2 separate regions of the Ovis aries genome follow, and region 2 is linked to region 1. A link is a contact called in public Hi-C data. All regions are on one chromosome and are shown on one strand. Each heading gives the region's core, a stretch centred on a gene start, on an enhancer-like site or on the middle of the called end of the contact. The rest is flanking DNA. Distances are from core to core; before and after follow the strand shown. Region 1 overlaps DIAPH1 (diaphanous related formin 1). Region 2 overlaps DIAPH1 (diaphanous related formin 1).

What was found. Hi-C and Micro-C count contacts between places; a contact is called where the count stands out from the background.
Region 2: a Hi-C map of hypothalamus shows a contact between it and region 1, with 4 times the contacts expected there. The contact joins two enhancer-like sites. A contact is called at or near these places in 4 of 16 Hi-C or Micro-C datasets (hypothalamus, liver, muscle and 1 more).

Annotation. Positions count from the first base shown.
Region 1 is chr5:50,251,945-50,255,452 of ARS-UI_Ramb_v3.0, reverse strand. DIAPH1 (diaphanous related formin 1) reads left to right here. Exons shown (of 29, transcript XM_060415855.1): 29 at 1-1,505. It overlaps LOC101105495 (protocadherin gamma-C4), which reads right to left. Exons shown (of 4, transcript XM_027970335.2): 4 at 3,413-3,508. Among named protein-coding and RNA genes, the nearest start is that of DIAPH1, 120 kb to the left of the region's middle. Within about 2 kb of position 2,217, at least 19 of the 54 cell types and tissues checked have an H3K27ac peak or open chromatin away from gene starts, as enhancers often do. A contact at or near this core is called in hypothalamus, where this site is marked.
Region 2 is chr5:50,307,739-50,311,200 of ARS-UI_Ramb_v3.0, reverse strand. The region is part of intron 19 of DIAPH1 (diaphanous related formin 1); the gene reads left to right. Among named protein-coding and RNA genes, the nearest start is that of DIAPH1, 62 kb to the left of the region's middle. Within about 2 kb of position 1,835, at least 38 of the 54 cell types and tissues checked have an H3K27ac peak or open chromatin away from gene starts, as enhancers often do. A contact at or near this core is called in hypothalamus, where this site is marked.

The DNA.
Region 1 (3,508 bases), core at 968-3,467:
CTTAACCCCAAGTGTCTCCACTGTTCTCTGGGGCCTCATCTCAGACAAGGCCCACCTGCTCTCTCAGCCCCTGCCTCTCAGTGGGCTTTGCCTAGGTCAATTGTGCTGGGTTTGTGCTTTTCTGTTGTGTTTTCTCTCGTCCTGAGAGCAGCATGGGCTTAGGAACCTCTGGGCTCCATCTCCCAGCTCTGCTCTGCCTGCCCTGGCTCCTGTTGTCTATTACTGGTGGGGAGGCACTGGGAGGTGCTTCCAAGGAAGCGGGGAGCAGATCCCCCTCCCACCCCACCATTTGAGAAAGACCTCCCCAAACAAGGCGGACCTAGACCACGTTGACCTGTCCTGCTGTGGCCTAGGCCAGGGCCTGGGGGCGGGCAGGCAGGGTGGGACAGAGCCTGCCCTGGCCTCTCTCGACCCTCCCCCAGTACCAGCCCCTGGTACCAGCCCCCGGCTGAGCCACGGGCCCTCCTCCTCATGCCCTCCCCAGAGCTTTGGTCTCATCTGAAAGTGTGGGCTGTCCTGTGACCATCCCCACACCTTACCCTCTGTCTCCAAGGAAAGGGGAGGTGGAGCCTCCTGGTTGAGAAATTGTTTTGCAAATGGATCTATTTTTATATGAATTTTTTTTTTTAAAGAAAAATAACCCTTCCTCCTTTCCCCTCCATAATATAAGAGGCTTTGATGCCAGGTTCCAGAGTCCCTGGGATTTCTCACCACAAGCCTCAATTCTGAGCAGCCCCTCTGGACCTCCACTCAGCCCTCAAGCCTCTGGGCCCTCGAGGCCAGTGCAGACTCTTATCCCCAACATCTGACTTGGGGGCCAGAGGCGGCTCTTCTCTGGTTGAGCTGGACCAGGCCTAAGCGTAATAGGAGCTCTCAAACAACAAAGAATTTTTATAAATTTAATATATTTATCAAGCCAAATGTGCAGATGCTAACTGGACGCTCTGGAGAAGTGGGCCCAGGGACGCCCCACCCTGTTCTCTCTCTCTTCAGCAGTGGGAAGGCCACATGCTTCAGTGGCCACAGCCACAGGAAGCTCAGATCCTCTGGCTAAAGGTAACACTTTGCCCTTCTGTGCTCCTCTCAGCTTCCCACTCCCAGGTAGGGGGTGAGAATGGCACTGGAAAAGCCTGGCCCCAAAGTATAGTTCTTAGAGCAAGGGGAGCTTAGGAGACCTCAGGCGCCCCCAGGGAGGCCTTGAGGCTGGGCAGAAGGGTTCTGGTTGCTAGAGCCTGTCTCCAAAGGGGCACCAGCAGCCCCCCTGAGCTAGTGCTGGGAGGACTATGATCAGGGGGTCCTGCTACTCTCCTCAATCCCCTCCTCCCTGCTGACATCTGGGGCTTTGACCCTTTCTTTTTTAATCTACTTTTGCTAAGATGTGTTTAATAATAACAATAAAGGGACAAAATGCAAACCTGTTTCCCTTGCCTCTTGGGCTTCTGGGATGTCATCACCTCCAGTTTGTTGGGTTTGTTTCCAACTGTTAATAAAGCATTGAAACAGTACTGCCTCACAGCTTCCTTTGTGAGTTTCTGCACTCTTTTCACTGTCATCCAGGCTCCTCCCCAGTTGTCCTGCCTCAAGCCTGTGACTGACTTGACAAATCATCAGAAGGGTGGTGGCACCTTCATGTGCTGGCTGGGTGCAGGGCTGGCTGTCTCTGTAAGGGAGTGGGGCCCCAGTTCAGCCCCTGCCCTTCTGCACTGATGCCTTTTAGCTCAGCCCTTTTCTGGGACCCCATCCCCACCTCCCCATGACTCCAGACTTCACCTGCAGTTTCCTGGCAGTTCCTGGGCCTCTCTTGCTAAGGGAAGCCTGTGACTGATGTTCTCCCACATTCCTCTCCCTGCAGACACACTTGGTGGCCACAGACCACCTTCCCGGCTGGGGCTCAGGAAACCTGAGCCTGCCCAGCAGAGGTCAAAAGACAGACGTCTTGATGCTCAGACTTGTTTGAGCACGCAGTGGCCTGCACAAAGAAACCTTACAGCCCAGACCCAGGATAGACAAGGAGGGGCTTGGAGAGGACACGAGGCCATTTGGACAGCTCTGGAACTAAAAGCCTCATTAAGTAGCCCTGCAGCCTGGGCAGCTACCTCTTCAGGATGGCTGGGGATGTGGAGGCGGGCTCCCTGCATCCTTCCTCCCTACCCTTGGAGGCCGCACATTTCTGGCTTAGGCCGCACAGGCACACTCACCAATCGGGACCAACCACAGCTGCTCACATGCTCTGCTCTGCCAGTCTCCTGCCGTGCCTGGAATAGAACCCAGGCGACCGACACCCCGCCCTCTGCAGCCTGGCTCTCAGAAACAACCCTGCTTCCATCTTAGGACGCGCACACCACCCTTCCTCCCCCGCAAGAAGGCTGCCCCCAGAAGCTTATGTGGAAGGCTCGGTTTCCATGACAACGGACTTCAGGCGCTCGCAGACGCCTGACCCACTACAGGAAAGCACACAGGATGTCCAGAGACAGCCACCCCCACCCCGCCGCTGGGCATGCCCTTGCCCTCACCGACTTTGCCTCATAACCCTAGTGGGTCTTTCTATCCTTCCGCGCCTTCTGGCCTTTCCTCCCACTCTGTTGCCTGCAGCTTTGGCGGCAGCAACCTCCAATCTCTCTTTCCTTGGAGGAGGCGGGAGGTGGGCTAGGCCAGTAGTGAAAGCGCCGAGAGAAGAAGGGAGGCCGTTTGGTCTGCGGGCAATCCAATGTCCGGCGTGCCCTCTGTCCCCTGGACGCCCCCTCCCCCTTTCCTGCACACACGTAAGGAAGCGGCGAACCCTGCCGTTTCCATGGCTTTGCTACAGAGTAACCTAGAATGTGAATTCCAGATGGAAAAACAGGCGCAAGCTATACACTGGGCCTCTGGCATTCCCTCCCTCCCACCCTCGTGGCATTCCCAAGCCCCCTGACGTGGGGGGGAGGGTGGGCAAAGGAGAGTCCACCCTCCTCCCGAGCAGCCGGGAGGGCGCTCAGGGTGGTCACTTGAGCAGGGAAGAGGCGGAACTCAGGAAGCGTCCACAGCCCCCGCTCCAGCTCTGTTCAGCGCGCGCCGCCCCCTCGCACGAGTCTGCTCTTCTGCCTGGAGACAGCGGCAGACAGACAACTGCGCACTGCCACGTCGCGCTCAGAAATCCCTCCTCCACTGCGGACCCGAAGCCGATTACACACACACGGTACAGTCCCACAGGCACCATTACGGTCAATCAGACACCGATTATATGTGCACAATCATGCTGCACGCATACACAGCCGCATTTAACAATTATACACAGATACTCAGGCAGCGACAAAAACCGAGACGCAACGCAATCATCGCCTCCCGATCCTGCTCTTCCAGCATACTACTCCGAGCTCATCACTCCATCCATACACACCAGGAGCCCTCATCTCTTACACAGAAACAGCCCACCTTTCAGAAGAAACCTTTTAATTTTTCAAAGAAAAAAAGCCATATAAATATTAGAGTATAAAACTTGCGTGAGACACAGGAAGGGGGCGGGGTCGGG
Region 2 (3,462 bases), core at 586-3,085, 56 kb before region 1:
CCTGGCACTGGTGCCTCAAGGGAAAAGCACTGTTCTGAGGATCCCTTATAGTCCTTGGGAGTCATTGGGTCTGAACTTGGTTTTCTGCTGGTGGGAGACAAATGTCCCTCCAAACATAAGGACATACTAGTTTTCAGGGAGTACCAAGGGTATCTTCACTATAGAATGTTTCTTCTGGGGCTTTTATTTCTGCTTTTGTATTACCTCATTTTCTATGCAAACAATATAGGTACTTCAGAAGTCAAGATGATATTTTTAAAAGTCTCATTCCCTTCCTAGTATTCATCCATCTCAACCTTTCTCTGTCCCTGGCTGAGGTGCACAGCTTGTGGGATCCTAGTTGTCTGAGCAGGGATTGAAACAGGGAACTCCCGAGAAGTAGCCATTTTATTAGTTTCTTTCAGTGGTTTTGAAAACTGCCTTTGTAGCACATACTAATACAGATTTTTATCTTCTCTGCCTTTACCAAAAGTGCTATCTGTACTCTTCTATGCCTTGCTCCTGTATCCTAGAGATTTTTCTTATTAGTACGTAGAGATCTTTCTCATTTAAAAAAACTGTAAATTTAAAACTTTTTAGTTGTCACTTTTATAATAAAATACTACAATAAGACAGAAATATGTACAGTAATGAAATACTCCGTCCGTTTTTGGAACAGTCCCTGGAGTAACCCTTTTGATCTCACTGCATCTTAGTGTGCACGTGTGCTATTTTCTTCTCCCTGCTTTTCTTGCCTAACTTCATATAGCAACTGAACTTAGTTACCCACACCAACTCTGAAGACACAACAGTTCATATTACAGCCAATATGGTGTGGGGAAGAGAGACTTGAGAATTTCTGCTAAGGGCCCTCCAGACCTCTGGCTGCTTCACTGGAGCAGGAGCAGAGCTTTGTGTCACTACCCGTGAAAAGGCATGGCCTTCCTATGTAGTTTTTGTTCTGGAGAAAATTCCTGTAGAGCTTAATACCCTGTAACTGTCCCATTTTATGACTCTGGCCCATTGCCTTTGGAGCAACATGGAAGAATGCTCATGATAGAGTGTTACGTGGGAAAAAGCAGGAAACAGTCATATACAACCCTTATTGCAGTTGTGTTTTACAGGGAAAAAACGCAGAAATAAAAGTCTGAAAGGAAATGTATCAAAATATTGTAATAGATTTTGTTAGGGTGCTGGGTTTTTTTCACTTCAACTTTTCTGTACTATGGTCAACTTATTTTTATAATAGGAGAAGAAAGGGTTAAAAAAGAAATTTGCTAGTGGCCAGGATGTGTGAAAATGAGGTTTTTAGAAGTATTTGGACCTAATAAATGAATCCCTGCAAAGACATTGGAGCTCTATTATCCAGTTCTGTGAAGCAGGTAACAGCATCTTTTACTTCATTCTCCCTAGTAATCCTAGCCTGCTTCTCTTTGAAAAGTCAGACTACAACTTTTAAAGACTGTTCTTTTGTGCACCCCCCTGGGTAAGGGAACCCCAGAACACCAGTCAACAGAAGGGCATTGGTAGCCCCTCATCTACAAGATGGAATGGCCATTCTTCTCTCCTAATCCCACAGTGATTCCAGCTCTGTTCTAAAAGTCACGATTTGTTTTCTCTTGGATCTGTTAGATGAGAAGATTAGACACTCTTCTGTCTGCCTGTCTGTGTGTTTAAATTTCTTCTTTGCAAGAAAAACTGCTCAAATCCTTCCAAATCTCCCTTTTCCTATTCGGCTTGCTTTCCTCCTGCTCTGCTTGCATTTTTCTTTTCAGCCACGGGGTGTGCGCAGTTGAGCCATTTTGGCTCAGGTTCCATATTGTGAGGTCAGAAACCAGGGATTGGAGGAGACCATCAGGTGACTTTCTGTAACTGATGACGGTCCTGTCCTCATCCCCACCCCTTCTCCCCCCTCGTCCCCACCCTATCCTGGCTTCCACCTTAGGAACAAAGAAAGGAAAAAAACAGCAGTGTGACGAAAACCAGCAGCTGCATCTGCAGATTCAGGCTGGGGGCTGGGTGTTCATTCCATCTGTTCTATTTGTTATGCTTTTATCCCGTTACTTCCCCTCCCAAAACCCAAAATAAAATGGAGGATATTTCTAGGATCCTTTGTTACAGAGAATGGCTTAGAAGTCTGCAGTTTACTCTGTATTTAGGTTGAGGGCAGCAGTAAGAGGGGGTGAGGCTGGGCAAAGACTAAAACTGCTCCCAGCACCTAGAAAAAGATGAAGCTATCTTATCTTCTCATTCCATTTTATCCCAGAATATGTATTTAATGTCAGATACTGTGACAGAGGCTCATCACCTATTCTTTCTGATTATTGAAACAATGCTGCCAAATAGGTATCATCTTCATTTTATAACTGACAGATATGACTATGTCCTTTGTTTACTGAGAGCTCATAGCAAGTAAATACCAAGCCAGAATTTTACCCCAGGTCTTTTGTGCTCTGAAATTTAGCATTACTGACAGGAGGGGCAAGAAGGCAGGAATGTTAGAAAAGGCTGAGGTACCCTCTGCTGGGCACCATCCTGGCCCTGTGCCAGTGCTCTTCACCTTTCATCAGTGACCAGTGTCCTGATCTCTTTAACAGATGACTCTCAGGAGAGAAAAGGAGATGGAAGGGAACATACAGGTTAAAAGAGAATGTAAAAATATGTCAACCCCTTATTTAGATCCTGATTCATTTTTTTTTAAGAAAGGAGAAGTCTTTATTCCTAGTACCTTAATTTGATGCCTTTTCTCCTGCCCTCTCACCCTCCTGTTTCCTTGCATAAACCTGTCCTACTCTTTTGCTGACTTGCTTGGGACAGTGCCCGTCCTTCTAGCCCCTGCCCAGCGACATCTCTGAAGCTGGTCTGGTTGTTAGCACACCCTTGCTGAGTCACTGTCCTGGGTGTGCTGGGAAAGTATCTGTGAGAAGCTCAGTGGCTGTATTATTGTCTGGATGAGCAGATTGCTTGTAAAGTGCCCAGATTCTGAACACTGCTTTTCTGCCACCCTTTCACACTTCTGTGTGCCCTTTTCTTGCTGACTCTCAGCACTAGGTTCTTATAGATTTGGAATTCTGTCTGGCCTTGTTCTTGACCTTCAGGTTTATCCATTTCTCCGAGTTTGCTCCATTCTTCTTGACAGCTTGCACATCTGTTACTGTCCAGTTCTGTGTGATTTTGCAGATGGATATTTGTTTTGGCTAAGAGGTCAGTGATAGAAATCTGGTTACCTTTGGGCAGGGATAAACAGCTGTTCAACTGGCATGCTGTTTATCTGTCTCCCCACTATCCTCCCCACAGTGGTGTATACCTCTGAGTGACTTTGAGGGTGCTCAGTTTCCCTCCTATCACAGTGAAGGGGAATATAAAGTGGAAATCCTGGCCATGGGCACCTTACATTAGCACATGGTAGGCTTCTCTTGCTGTGTCCTCTTCCCAGAATCAAAGAGTTCTTGTAAAGCTGAAGAGACATAGTTTGTTGTATGC